Regions from separate parts of the Mus musculus genome. Here region 1 is linked to region 2. Evidence: chromatin contacts called from public promoter capture Hi-C data. All regions are on one chromosome and are shown on one strand. The core of a region is the stretch at or near the end of the contact, and the rest is flanking DNA. Distances in the headings are between cores, read along the strand shown.

Region 1 (6,801 bases), core at 1,888-4,387, 150 kb after region 2:
ATACCTGATGCCTTATTTCCAAAAAAGTTACTTCTGCTTTTTCATGTTGATTTTATTTCCTGTGCTGAATTTATCAGATCTACTCATTTTTGTGGAATCTTCAGATCATACATGCATCAAATGTACTTTCTTTTGTTTTTATTCTCCATCAATATACACAGATCTGTTGAATAGAGGTGAGGAATGGGGTGCCCCGTGTTACCCCAGATTTATTAGATAATCCTTTCTAAGATTTTGTTTTTATTTTATTTTCTCTCTCTCTCTCTCTCTCTCTCTCTCTCTCTCTCTCTCACACACACACACACACACACACACACACATGCTTTGAGCACACTTTACAGACCCTTCTACAAGACCTCATCAAGTGGCTGATGTCTCACCTTCCTTGGGGATGGTTTTGACTGTTTTAGTTGCTTGGATGAGCTATCTTTTTTGTGATGGTTGATCTTGACTATCAGCTTGATGGAATTTAGAACCACTTAAAAGACACACTCCTGGGGATGTTTGGGAGAGAGCCTTGAGAGGATTTTAATTTTTTTTTTTTAACTGTAGTACCTTCCCCTGACCAGCCCACACTCTCCCACTCCACTTCTTTTGCTTCATGCCTCTGTTGCCATCCTCTGAACCTTTGTTCTTCCAGCAGGGAACACCCAGGGTTTCAGCATCAAAGGAACACCTATGGCAGCTGCCTTGTGAACTGAGCAGCCTCCAGAGCCTCTGACCCTGCAGGACGAAGCCACCATTGCTGGACTACCCAGTCCTGATGTGCGAACCAATCTAGTAGATTGCTTTTGAATGTAAACACATTCTATTAGTTCCCAGGCCCTAGAGGACCTTAACTCATACATTCATAATTTTAAAAAATATTTATTTTTGCATTGTGATTTTTATTGTTTTTTTTTTTAAATGCAATATTAGAATGTCAGAGTGTGGTGACTGTAAATCAAATTCTTCTTTTTCCTTGAGTTTTACTTTTTGCTTTTTGTTGTCCCAATCTGTAAAAGTTCTTTCATCTGCTGGTTTTCACCGTGTGTGTGTGTGTGTGTGTGTGTGTGTGTGTGTAGGAGTGCTCTTTGTCTGTGTGTGGCTGGTGATTGAACATGGAGCCTTGCACATGCCAGGAAAGCACTTTACTGCTGAGCTATACTCCAGTTTTGTTAGTTAAAAAAAATATTTCTCTTATCTTTGAGATTATAATGTAATTATTTTATTTCCTTCTTTTCCTCACTTCTCCTTGCTCTTTCAAACTCATAACCTCTTCTTCATTAATGGTTGTTACATATCTTATGCATACACGCGCACACACACACACACTCACACACACACACACTCACACACTCACACACACACGCATACACACACACACTCACTCACTCACACACACACTCACACACACACACGCATACACACACACACTCACTCACACACACACTCACACACACACACTCACTCACACACACACTCACACACACACACTCACACACACACACTCACACACTCACTCACACACACACACTCACACACACACACTCCCACACACACACACTCACACACACACACACACACTCACACATACACTCACACACACACTCACACACACACACACACACGCAGATGTGGAACTTGTTCAGTCTGTATAATGCTACTCATTACGTATGCTTCAGAACTGGCTATCAGGTCTTGCATAACCAACTGATATGCTCTTCCCTGTAGAAGACTATTTCTTTCAGTCTCAGTATTCCTTAGTTGCCTGAAGTTCTTTGTGTAGAGTGGAGGACAAAATTTTCTTTGCTTGCCTAGAAAGGAAGGGAGGGAAGGAAGAGGAGACAGAAGAGAAGGATAGTGGGAGATCCTGTGCTAGGTTTTCTCAATGGGCTCTGTACTGGTATTCATCTTCCACACTGAGCCAAGTGTTGAAATATTCATGTAGTACTCACTGGGCTGAGTCTTGGGAAGTTGTTGAAGTGAAGCTTTGAATTCTGCGCCTAACATGAATCTTGTCCTGACCATGTGTGTGCCTTTCTCAAGTCCTCAGAATACAAAGAAACTAATTTGCTTTTTTGTTGTTCCTTCGTGATGAGGAGGAGGAGAAAGGGGAGGAGACAGAGTTTCACGTAGCCAAGGCTGGCCTGGAACTCCAGCCACTGATTCTCCTGCCTCCACCTCCCAAATGCTGAGAGTGAAGACATACCCTGTCATTCCTCCTCCGAATTCACTTCCTGAATGCACCACTTTCCAAAGCAATTCTCTCCTTGACTTTGCTTCCCAACCCAGAAGTGGTCTGCTGTGGCTTCAAGCACAACCTTGCCCTAGGCTGCTACAGGTTTTCTACCATCTGATGTTCTGAGCAAAGCCTTTTCCTAGCCTCGGAAGAGAGAGAGAAGAGAACACATTGACTCCGTCCTTACGGCAGCCCTCAGGCAAGTCACAGAGAGACTAGTGAGAAGGGCCAGCTCTGCTCTCTCTGAACCCGGAACAAAGACCCCACAGTGGGAATGTGGGCTGCTGTGCTCAAACTTATCCCTGAGCAAGGGAGGCTCGTGTCGCTGCCCTGGTTTTCCTAGCACTTTGTTCTTCAGAGTTTAATAAGGCTGGTGATGACTGTTTCCATGGGCACACTAGAGCTCACAGCTGTCAGTTTGGTTGTCGTTCCTGAAGTGACCTTCTGAAAGGCTTTCCTGATGCTGTCCCTTTAGCATCTGTCTGTGCCTGACTTTAATATGGCTGAGGCTGCATAACTGAGTGTCACCACAGTGGCAGAGCCATCTCCATCCCCGACTTTTTCAGCATTTGCATCTGTGCATTCTAACCTGGTTCTTATCCATGGGTGAGCTTGTTGCATTCCACCTGACAGTTCAGTCCCCACGGAAACATCAAACCTTTCACACACGTGGAGTGCACGTGTGCCTGAGGTTAAGTTGTATCCCTTATAGAGATTTCTGATGGTTCTTGTCTTTCTGCCTTCTTAAAATACAGCACCCGTGCATTCTTCCTTCTATCATGGTTTGAAAGTAATGTGCTATTCTTGTCCTTACAGCTCTCGCCTTGGAAATCCACAGAGGTATGCTTGGCTTGGCTTAGGTCACATGAGAATTCCTCCCCACCTCAGTTGATGTCTCATTCACTCTATTTACTTATGGCAAATTATTCTACAAAATCCAAATTTACTTAGACTTAGTTAGTTCCAATGCACACTGCCATGCCCGAGTTCAGATGTCCAAAGTCCAGGGGGGAGCTTTTTGAAATACAAGAGCAATAGTGACCATTCTCCTAATCTCTTGCTGAGAGAGAGAGAGAGAGAGAGAGAGAGAGAGAGAGAGAGGGAGGGAGGGAGAGGGAGAGAGAGGAGAGAGAGAGAGGGAGAGAGAGGAGAGGGAGAGAGAGGAGAAAGAGAGGGAGAGAGAGAGAGAGAGGAGAGAAAGAGGGAGAGAGAGAGAGGAGAGAGAGGGAGAGAGAGGGAGAGAGAGACAGGGAGAGAGAGAGAGGGAGAGAGAGGAGAGAGAGAGAGAAAACAATCTTACATGGAAGGTCACTGAAAGAATATATATGTACTTTGACATTATAAATATTGTAATTACCTCCAAGTAATTGAGATACAAACCCCACTGTACACATTAGTGCCCCTAAATCCACCGTAACAAACATCACAGAGAGCCATGATTAGCCACAAAGCAATCTGAAGGCTGCAAGACCAGGACAAGGTGCCTGCAACTTTGGTTTTCTTCTGAAGCCATTCTTTTTGAGACCAACGTTAACTTAACTGTCTCTTTGAAAGGCCACATCTTCTAAACTAGTGAATCTGAGTTGCTATTTCTGTGGCAACGATACTGAGCCTAAATGCAAAGGGTGGTTATAACTTGATATCTCTTTATTAGTTATTAACCAGAACAAGTAACTTTTAAAAAGTCAGTCAGTTCATAATAAAATGGGCAAAGATGTCTACCATTACTTACCCAAGCCGCCATCAAGGGCTAGGGATCAAGCAGAATTCATAAGAATTAGCTTTGACAGCTTGGTGAATTATGTTCCTTCAATCAGGAAGATATGTGATGTCAACCTGTTTCAAAAAATAAAAATAAAAAAGCAGGCTTCTCCTTTGTTCTCTGTTACTGTGACGAACCCTGAGCAAACGTCACTTGTGGGGGTGAGGGAAGGGTTTATTTGGCTTGGACTTCCAAGTCATAGACCCACCGCTGAGGGAAGTCAGGGCAGGAACTGCAGCACAAGCAGAGGCAGGAGTCAGGAAGAAAACTGCTCACTCACCGGTTTGCTCTCAGGTTCATATTCAGCTACTAACAGTTTCAGAGACAGTCTAGGCCCATCTACATGGGGATGGTGCCACCCACAGTGGACAGAGAACTCCCTCAGCAATCATCACTTCAGACAATCTCTCATGGATCTGACCCCAGGCCAATCTGATTGAGGCCTTTTGTCAATTGTCTTCAAAACATCTGATTATGGCTGTATTATCACTGAGGTACCCTCTACCTCTCAGTGCCCAGCAGGCCATCTTTATACACACTTCTAGACAAGAGGTTCCCTTTCAGCGGTGTCTAGCTGGGGAATAAAGTTGTGTGATGGACTATTGACATGGACATGGCTGACTCAAAGGCAGTTGCATGACCAAAAGGTCCACATCAGCACGGGTGACACCTCACAAAAGCTGCAGCCCTAGACCTCCTTGCCCAGCTTGCAGGGAGCTCTACTGCTGAGTCACTTCTCCCATACCAACTACTCACTGCTCGGCTACCCTTGGAGTGGGGCCTTGTGAGTCGCACAACTTTCAGAACTCCTAGAACCTCAAAGCTTTATTTGCTTCCTGGTTTTTAGATGCCTTCCCTCCTCCCTCCAAGAGAAAATGTTTCAAGTCAGAGGAAATAGCTATACAATGGTCCTCAAGACTGCCATAGGTGACTAGTGGGCAATGAAATATATCCAGCAGGGTACAACAGTGTGAAGACCAAACCAAAGAATTGCTATGCCATCCCTATATGACTGAATCTTTTATATATATTCTTTCTCATAATCCTCTCAATAATAGCCCTAGTAGAAGAAGGCATTCTTTATTGTATAGCATGGGAAATGGAGTAACGTGCCCATATTCCCGTCTCATTTGGTTGTCTCCCAAGCTCCGGCTCCTCCACTCCATTGTCACATCTGCTGCTCCATCATCACGTCTGCTGTGCCCGCGGACACAAAGGGACACCCAGAGGCAGTTTCTGCTGCTCTGTGCAGCTACTCCAGTGTTAACAGTGCAAAGAAGGGCAGGAATTCAAACAAGCTCCTCTGCCTGTGCTTGTTGCCACATGCATCTTAAAAGGCTTATTTGAGCAGAAACCATCCTATTTTTTCTAAAAAAACTATTTATTTTTTCTAAACTGCCTATTTTTCCCCCTTTCTTTCTTTTCTAATTAATCACTTGTGCTAGGACTTGAAACTGTCCTCTAGTTTCCAGAGCACCCACCCCTGCTTGGTTTTGTTTCTCCAGTGGCGTCCAGGGTGGATGAATAGGGCCTTATTGTTTGGGTTTCTACTCAGGGAGCCAAGTAAGTCCAATTTGCTTTGCACGAGTTCTACAGGGCTATGGCGGCTTGCTTTTTTTTTTTTTTACTTCACTCAATACACAAGAGGAATGATGTGTTCTGACAGGTTACAAACTTCCGGAGGACCCAGCCTAACTCCAGAACAAATTGGAAACTAATTACAAATGTTGTATTAAGAGTGAAAAACCAATACCAAATTAGAAACATTTTGTCAGGTGAGCCTTCGGAAGGGAAGTCTGGAAGGTAAGGGGTGATGTTCAAAGAAATTACCAATATTTGCCCACAATTTGATCAAATTATAGTACTAAAGCAGTGGAGAGGGTTAAGGGTTTATATCTTTTCTAGTTTTTAAATTTATGCATACTTGTTTTTAATTTTAAGCTGCTTTGAAACATGCTAGTCTCCAGGCCTTTGCTGTCGACAGTATGCGGCAGGAGTCAGTGAATTGGTGCCTCAGAGCTGGGTACAAGCCTCAGGCAAGGCGTCAGAACCGCTGAGTCAAATCGAGTTTGACAAGGTCTCCAGGGACATCTGTGCAGTGGTCTACCCTGAAAAATGGTAACAATGTCTCAAGAGGCCACAGTGTTTCTTTTCTATGGGTGGGGGGATTGGTGGGTATGCTGGGATCCTTCCTAGAAGAGCCTGGGTAGGTGACACCAGGAGGTGAACTTCCAGTACAGTGCATGATGCAAACAAAGGGGTACACGGTTCTCCTAGGCTGGTGACTCAAACCTGGGACAGTAACACCTACTTTCCCTGAGTCAGCTGTGCCTACACAAAGAAACCTGGTTGAAACTGCATAGCTCCTGGATCCTGCCTGACCCCTGTGGCCTCAGAGTTAAACTCCTTCATACTGAATTATAGGTGTGCTGGTTAGGTTTTACCAACATGACGCAGGCCTAGACCTATCTGGGAATCTCAATTGAGGAACTGCCTCTATCGAACTAGCCAATGGGCATGTCAGTGGGCTTTTTTTTTTTTAATTGCTAATTGAATGGAAGGGACCCAGCCCACTGTGGGCATTCCCACCCCTGGGCAAGTGGTCGTGGGTGTTATAAGAAAGCAAGCTGATGAAGTCATGGAGGTGGAGCCACCAAGACATGTTGCTACCCCCAGGTTCCTGCCCAGGCACCCTTTGCTTTACAAGTTGCTTCTGCTTATGGTGCTGATCAGAGCAACAGGAAGCAAACTCTATCAATAGATGGTTTTAATATTAACTTGCTGTTCCCTCATTCCAACTCCTTCTTCATAATTTCTC
Region 2 (7,282 bases), core at 2,996-5,495:
GACACTAGTTTTGTTTTTTGGTTTTTGGTTTTTTTTTTTTTGTTTGTTTCCTGGGTTTTTGTTGTTGTTGTTGTTGTTTTGTTTTGTTTTGTTTTGTTTACCTCTGGGACATCCCTGGCCAATAACTCATAGGAGATATCCTTTTATCCTTTGACTTATCATGTGATTTTCACCTAATAACCCCTATTCTGGGAGTAACATTCTCAATCCATGAATGTTATTCCTTGAACTCTTTATAGAAACTTTATTTTGAAATTTTTAAGTAATGGGTTTCTATAAGACTTTCATAGACCTTTGATTCTGGCTAACCAATCATGATATGGCTTCTATATGGCTTATCATATTCCTTTCCTTTGAAGTAGCTACCCACCCCTGTTTTATTCCTAGATTTTCCCCAAAACACACCATGACCTTCCTTGGTTAAGTCTTTTGGCTCCCAGTATTCCACCTCTCTTGACATGACTCCAAAAGTCCCATTCTACACTTGCTTATACTTAGATTCCAGGTTAAAAATACAAACCAAAGATCTGAAGCTAGGATCTACGTATGAGTAAGAACATGTAGTATTGGTCTTTCTAGGTCTTAGTTTCCTGTCTTAGTTTTTCTAGTTCTGTTTATTTGCAAATTTCATTTTTCTTTATAGATGAGTAATATTACATTCTGTACATGTACAGTGTTTTTCTTATCTATTTTTCTGTTGATGGGCATTATTTTAGGTTGGTTTCTTTTTTCAACTTGACACAAGCTAGAATCATTTGGGAAGAAGAACTCTAATTTGAGAAAATGCCTACATAAGGTATGTCTGTAGGCATGGTAGGACCCATGGTTCTAGCCACATATGTAGCAGAGGATGGCCTTGTAGGGCATCAATGGGAGGAGTGGCCCTTGGTCCTGTGAAGGCTTGATGCCCCGGTATAGGGGAATGCTAGGGCGGTGAGGCAGGAGTGAGTGGGTGGGTGAGGGGAACACCCTCATAGAATCAGGGGGTGGGGTGGGGAGAGGATGGGGGCTTGAGAGGGGAAACTGGGAAAGGGTATAACATTTGAAATGTAAATAAAGAAAATATCCAATAAAAAAAGGAGCTAAAGATATACACCACAGGTGCAAAGACATGAGATAAAATAGTGACTGAGTTTATCTATACAAAACTACAAGGAAAACTTAGTTATGTTTTTTAACTCTCCATGAATCTGTAAGCTAGTAACAAATGATGAATGTTCAGCCAGATAATTAATTCTAGGGTATATTCATATATGAATTCTCTGTTATAAATCTCTTTTTCAATTTATGACCTAAATGTATGTGCAAACTTGTAATTAACTTTTTACCATGTGAACACAGTCTCTTTATTTTTTATTTTATTATTTTATTTTTAATTTGTTTTTTAGTTTTACTTTAAAAATTTTTTATTAGATATTCTCTTTATTTACATTTAAAATGCTATCTCCTTTCCTAGTTTCCTCTCTGAAAGTCTCCTATACCTTCCCCCAGCCCTGCTCCTCAACCCACCCACTCCTGCTTCCTGGCCCTGGAATTCCCCTGTACTGGGGCATATGATCTTCATAAGACCAAGGCTTTTCCTCCTATTGATGGCCAACTATGCCATTCTCTCCTACATATGCAACTAGAGACACAAGCTTGGGGGTGGGGGGTACTGGTTAGTTCATATTGTTCCTCCTCCTATAGGGTTGCAGATCCCTTTAGCTCCTTGGGTACTTTCTCTAGCTCCTTCATTGGGGGCCCTGTGGTGAATACAATCTCTTAAGTTGTTGTACAGTGCTGAGAGCAGAGACAGGTCTCCCTCCAGTTTTCTTCCCTAGACTTTAACTCAAAGCTGAGAGTCTCTTGCAGAGATAGAACAAAAGGCTTCTTTACCTAGCCTCCCACAGTTTTTACTATGAGGTACTAAACTGCAGCTTCTAGCCTCAGAGAAACTCAGACAGGCAGATCAGCTGCAGGATTGATAGCAAATTGTTTATGGCCTAGTTTCTGAGTGGAGACAAAATGGAATAAAAAGGACTCTTCAAGGTATATTTTAAATAGTTTTAATTTTTTTCTATAATAGTGCTACTGGGATTTTAGATGGTACAGCTTTTCATCTTGGGCAAATATATAAGTGTAGCTATGGAGATGTGACCTCTCCTTCCCTGTAGACACTGTGGGCCTACCTCTAACTTTTGTGCTCATGCAGAGAACCTCTTGCAAGGACAACCTTGTGGGTTGGATCAGACAGTCAGAAAAAGTAACCCACTTCACTCCTTCCAGGTTTTTGTTCATTTATGTTTAATTCAGACTCTTCTCATTCCTTCATGAGTCTTGATTCCACTCCCTCAGGCTGTCTTATATTAGAGATTGGCAGGCATATGTCATCCCTTAGACACTACTGAATTCTGTAATGTCCCCCAGTTACCTAAAACTCCCCTCTTGAACTTAGCAATTCTAACTGCTTTCACCTCCGTAGTTGCTTTAGCCTCGGGATACCATACAATAATAATCTGAACACCTGGTAAACTGGTGAAGGAAAGGCCTTCTGTTCCATCAAGACAACTTCTTGTGGTTGGGGTAGACTGGAAATTGAGCCCAAATATGTAACTACATTCATGTCTATCTCATAGTTGCAATCAGCTCCCCCTATGTGAAGAGCCAGATGGAGATGCCCAGGACACTCAGCTGGATGTATCTGCACGCTCTTCCCTACTCTCCCGCCCATCTCTTCTAAGCTTTTAACCATGACAGTAGTTGTCATTTAGTAAGTGTGGAGGACACTTTATACTCATTGTTTCCAACCTTACTAGATCCCCTATTTTAATGGATGTTGAGACTGAATTGAGATTTAAATAACCCATCCAAAGCCAGAGCACCGGTAAACGGCAGAGCAGAGCTGCCTTCAGGGTCTGTGTGACAACTCTTCTACTCTTCATACTTTAAGGTTGTCTGGAAAGCAGTTAGACAGCTATTGTGCAAATGCCACACAGAACAAGGCTCAGCCGCAAATTCAGCCACTGGACTAGGAGAAAAGCAAGCCACATATTATACAGGTGCTATGTTTTAAAAGCAACACTAAGTACTTTCACAGTAACCTAATAAGGAAGACAGACTCTTAAGAAACTGAAGCCCAGAGAAATAAGCAGTGCCCACAGCCACACACTGACCTGTGAAGCTCTTAAGTATGAAACTTGCTTGCTTGAAGCTCAGAAGGTGTCGCTTTATTATCTGATTTAGCGCCTTCGTTTTGGGAAGAGTGGAGAAATCGATGAGAACTCACAAGGAAGCCATATTCACATAGGCCCTAAGAGTAAGACGATTTGGCATGGAGGGATTAGAGTAGGAAATCAGAACAGCCACAGTCAATAGGCTTTGCATCGGTGCCAGTCTGAAAGATGCAGCGTTGGGAATGGAGATGTTACTTAGCTTCTCTGAACACCGATGTCTTCACTTTTGTGAAAACCAAACCAAAAGTACGTGCTTTTTTCTCTCATTTTATTTATTTTCTGCACGTGGTTTGATGTATAGGAGTGCACATGTTCCATGATGCATGTATGAAAATCAGAGAACAATTTGAGAGACCATTGTCTCCTTCCACTATGTCTGTAGCAGAGATCAAATTCAAATTGTGAAGCTTGGAAGCTAGCTGCCTTGTCTGGTCTCAGTGGGAGAGGATTCACCTATTCCTGCAGAGACTTGACAAGACAGGGTAAGGGGGATTGGGGAAGAGACTGTGTGAGGCGGGTACCGAGAGAGGGGGCAGAGATCAGGATGTAAAATGAATAATATTTTTTAAGTGTGTGCTTTTAATAGGGGAATCCTTTTCAGCCCCCAAGTTCTGTGTCTCTATGTGCCCTCCCCCGTGTGGGACACCAGCGATATTCCTCATCTCCAAGGAGTTTAAGCTGACGATTCTGGGCTGGACCTGCTTAATCTTCAGCATCTGGGGTGTTAGTTGCAATTTGGTGCCATATAGACTCGAGCCGAGGATGCATAAGTGGCGACCTCGCTACTTAACTTCCTATTGGGATCTCAGAGCGCCTGGTTGTTGAACTGGTGGAAATTACTTCCCCAGTGTGTTCTAAAAGAAAACTCAGCATGGGGGAGGTGTGGCAGTCACTTTTAGGGGCCCGTAGCCTGCCAGAGGAGGCATCGAGCAGGCTTATCGGCTGCAGCTGGTGCTGCGTTGCGGGCTGCTGGCAGCTCGCCCGGGTGGGCGGCCGCGGAGACGCGCGCCCCTGGCGGCGAGGGCGACACGCTGGTGGCGCTGGGGCCTGCAGAGCCTGCGGGGCTTGCGGGAGCTCTCCTGCGGGCCCGGGCCCTCGCCCCCGCCGCAGCGGGAGGCGTCGCCGGCGCCGGGTGCGTGTGGGAGGCGGGGACGAGCCGCGGCGAGCAAAGTCCAGGTCTGCGCGCCACCCGCTGCGGCCAACACGCGCGTGAAGTTCAGGTGAGGGAGGACGCGGCGGGAGAAAGGGACCGAGGGAAGGCAGTTGCGGTGGGACCTGCCGGGGAGCGGCTGCCACCAGTGCCCCCGGCTCTGCGCCGGCTCTGCGCGGAGCCTGGAGGTCCCCCTCTCCAGGCAGCTGAGCCGGGTGCACTTGGACCTGAGGCTGTGGTTTCTCCCCAGGCTGAGATGGATCTTGAGGCAGCGAGAAACGGAACAGCACGGCGCCTGGACGGCGACTTTGAACTAGGCAGCATCAGGTATACAGGACCGCAGAGTCACTGGCTTTTCCGTTATAGCGGAGTCCTGAAAAGAAGTTGTGAGAACCGGTTGATGCCTCCGGCCTTTGGGATGAAGTCTTTAAGTGTTCTTGAGGACTGTCTCCCAGGCTCCTTTTGGAACAGGTTCAGAGAGAAGAGGCTGTCTTCAAAAGCGCCCCCCTCCCCTGGACACGGGTGATTTGATGAATATTGGCGTTGTGTAACATTCACTGTATTTTTATAAAGTAAACGTTTCACTCTTTTTAGCCATCATCTGGCTACTCGAGTTGGTAGAACTTCAGACACCTGCTATTGATGGCTGTACTTCTGAACAAGGGTAGCGAAGCAAGGCCCCCCTCTTCCTGTGTTTCTCTTCTTTGCCTCGTCTTCCCCTTCTCCCATCTGTAGACTGTTTGCCCTATTTCTCCTCTCTAGGGGGTGACATGGAGAACAACCTCATTCTTCACTAACTTCTGCTTCGAAATCAGTTTTTTTCCCCCAGTTGCAAGAGGGTGAACCTCGACGCTTCCCCTGCCAGTGGGTCTGTCTTTCTCCCTGACTCTCGTTCTCCCCCAGCCACAGTGAAGCACACATACGGCTTTCTGTCAGGCAGAAGGGCCTAGGCAAGTGTGTGCGTGTTTCCTCTTTCGCTGTGGGGACAGTGAATCATTTTTACCCTCAGCTTCAAATAGTTTATGAGGCTATTACAGTCTCTGAGTTCATGCTAGGCCACCCGGAACAAACTGACATGTGTCATGAAGTTGTCTTCTAGAGGGAGAAAATTTATCAGCTTCTGTAGTTGGTTCTCAAGCTGCAAGGGGCCTGATTAGCCAACTGACAAATATGCCTATCTGAATCTTAAACTGAAGCATTGCTTCTGTTAATTGCTTTGGACCGTGGCATCGCCCTACTCATTCTTAGAATCGTGACATTTATTCACAGAAAATTTAGGTTTGTCCATATCGAGTCATAAAAAAGCAAAAACAAAAACAAACAAACAAACAAACAAACCCCAAATGTATGGATGGTGTTACTTCTAATAGAAAAATGTGGTTTTGTCATCTGGCAATTTAGGCTGGGGATGACTGTGACTCTATTAATAGATGGCATTTTCACGAAGACGGCTATTTATGTATTATACTGGCTGAGCACACTGACTAGTATTAGAAGGAGCAGTCCCTGGAAAAGGTGTAGTAACACTCAGGGCCCAGGAAGCTCTCAGAAGAAGCTCACAGCATGTGGTTAGGAAGAAGGAAACACCTCAAAACCGAAATACACAAAGTTAGAACTAGCTTGATATTGTAAGATTACAAAATGAAATATGGGACTAATTTTTATATAATAATACCAAGGGCGGTACCTTCAAGGAAAGCTAAGCCCACTTCTGTTAGGCACAACAAACTGAGGAGGGCTAATATACCTGTTCTAGATATGCTGCATAGCCTGTGGCACATTCTCTTGTATATATTCAGTGGCAAATGTCCATCTGTTGAAAGGTACCAAGTGTGAAGAAAATTAATGAAGACTGAGAAAATTAGGAGAACATAGCAGAAGTGTCTATCCATTTTAAGGAGGGTGGTTAGGGTAGGTCTTATTTTTAAGTCAATTACTGAGAAAGGGGAAATAAGCAGAAAGAACCATGGGTATTTGGGGAGCATTTTCTGGCAGCAACAATTTAGAGCTAAATGATCCTGAGGTCCGGACTGTATTTGTTGCATTCACAAAGTAGCAGAGAAACCAGGTCTGCCTATCTGAGCAGCTGGGAGCGGGGGATGGTGTCATGATGGTACCCTCAGAGAGTGTGGACTGAGTAGCCAATATAAAGGTTTTGATTTCACTCTGAGAAGAAATGGAGCCATTGCTATTTCCTGAGTAGAGAAGTAGCCTGAGTTCTTAAGTAATTATATTGGCTACAGTTTCCAGTACACTAAAGCAAATGTAAATAGAAGTTAAGTGGGACTATTCTAATGGGAATGTAGCAAGAAAAATGGGGGGGGGGGGAAGTAACAGAATCTTAGATGTATCTTGAATCCAGAAAAACAGTATTTCCTAAAACCACTCCCCATATAATCCAGAAAAGCAGTCTCCCTATAGAACAACTCGTACTTTTCTTAGAAAAAGAACAATTTAGGTGATTTGGTAACATTATTACTTTATGCATCTCCTCACTGTAGACTGTGAGGCTGGCAGTCTTGACCCTTTCTCCTGTATCCAGATGTCCTTGTAGTACCTTGGACAGTTACCTTTGTACTTGATGGCTGCCTTGCAGCATGCTTGAAGCTGGATAATTTTGACAATGGTTGTCTTCTTGTATTTAAAAATGTTGTGAGTCAAAACCATAGCTGCTAAAGTTTATTTTCAATTTATTGCTCATAACAGTTTTAAATTTGAACAATTATATTTTACAGCAACCAAGGCAGAGAAAAGAAGAAGAAAGTGAATTTAATTGGCCTGTTGACACTGGTAAGTTGTGAAATACTAAGTGCTAAGAATCCTGCCCTTCATTCAAATTTGGAGACTTGAGTCAATAGCCAGCCAGCCAGTGCTTTAAGTCTGTCTGTCTGTCTTAGCAGCACTGGATTGCCTCTGTTGC

The links. Promoter capture Hi-C pulls out the DNA fragments that hold promoters and counts their contacts.
Region 1: a promoter capture Hi-C map of liver shows a contact between it and region 2. The contact joins the enhancer-like site here to the promoter of Abcb4 in region 2. A contact is called at or near these places in 8 of 39 promoter capture datasets (the C10 cell line, the HPC-7 cell line, HPC-7-derived erythroid cells and 4 more), 6 of 484 Hi-C or Micro-C datasets (CD4 T cells, Th1 cells, cerebral cortex and 1 more), 3 of 115 datasets of contacts at active chromatin or transcription factors (effector CD8 T cells, memory CD8 T cells and microglia) and 3 of 9 other capture datasets (adipose tissue, liver and pancreatic islet).

Annotation. Positions count from the first base shown.
Region 1 is chr5:9,037,709-9,044,509 of GRCm38.p6, forward strand. Gm40264 (a long non-coding RNA gene) reads left to right here. Exons shown (of 3, transcript XR_868241.1): 3 at 644-884. Among named protein-coding and RNA genes, the nearest start is that of Gm40264, 6.4 kb to the left of the region's middle. Within about 2 kb of position 3,138, at least 8 of the 459 cell types and tissues checked have an H3K27ac peak or open chromatin away from gene starts, as enhancers often do. A contact at or near this core is called in liver, where this site is marked.
Region 2 is chr5:8,889,476-8,896,757 of GRCm38.p6, forward strand. Abcb4 (ATP-binding cassette, sub-family B (MDR/TAP), member 4) reads left to right here and starts at 4,246. Exons shown (of 28, transcript NM_008830.2): 1 at 4,246-4,432; 2 at 4,613-4,689; 3 at 7,098-7,152. The coding sequence starts at 4,619.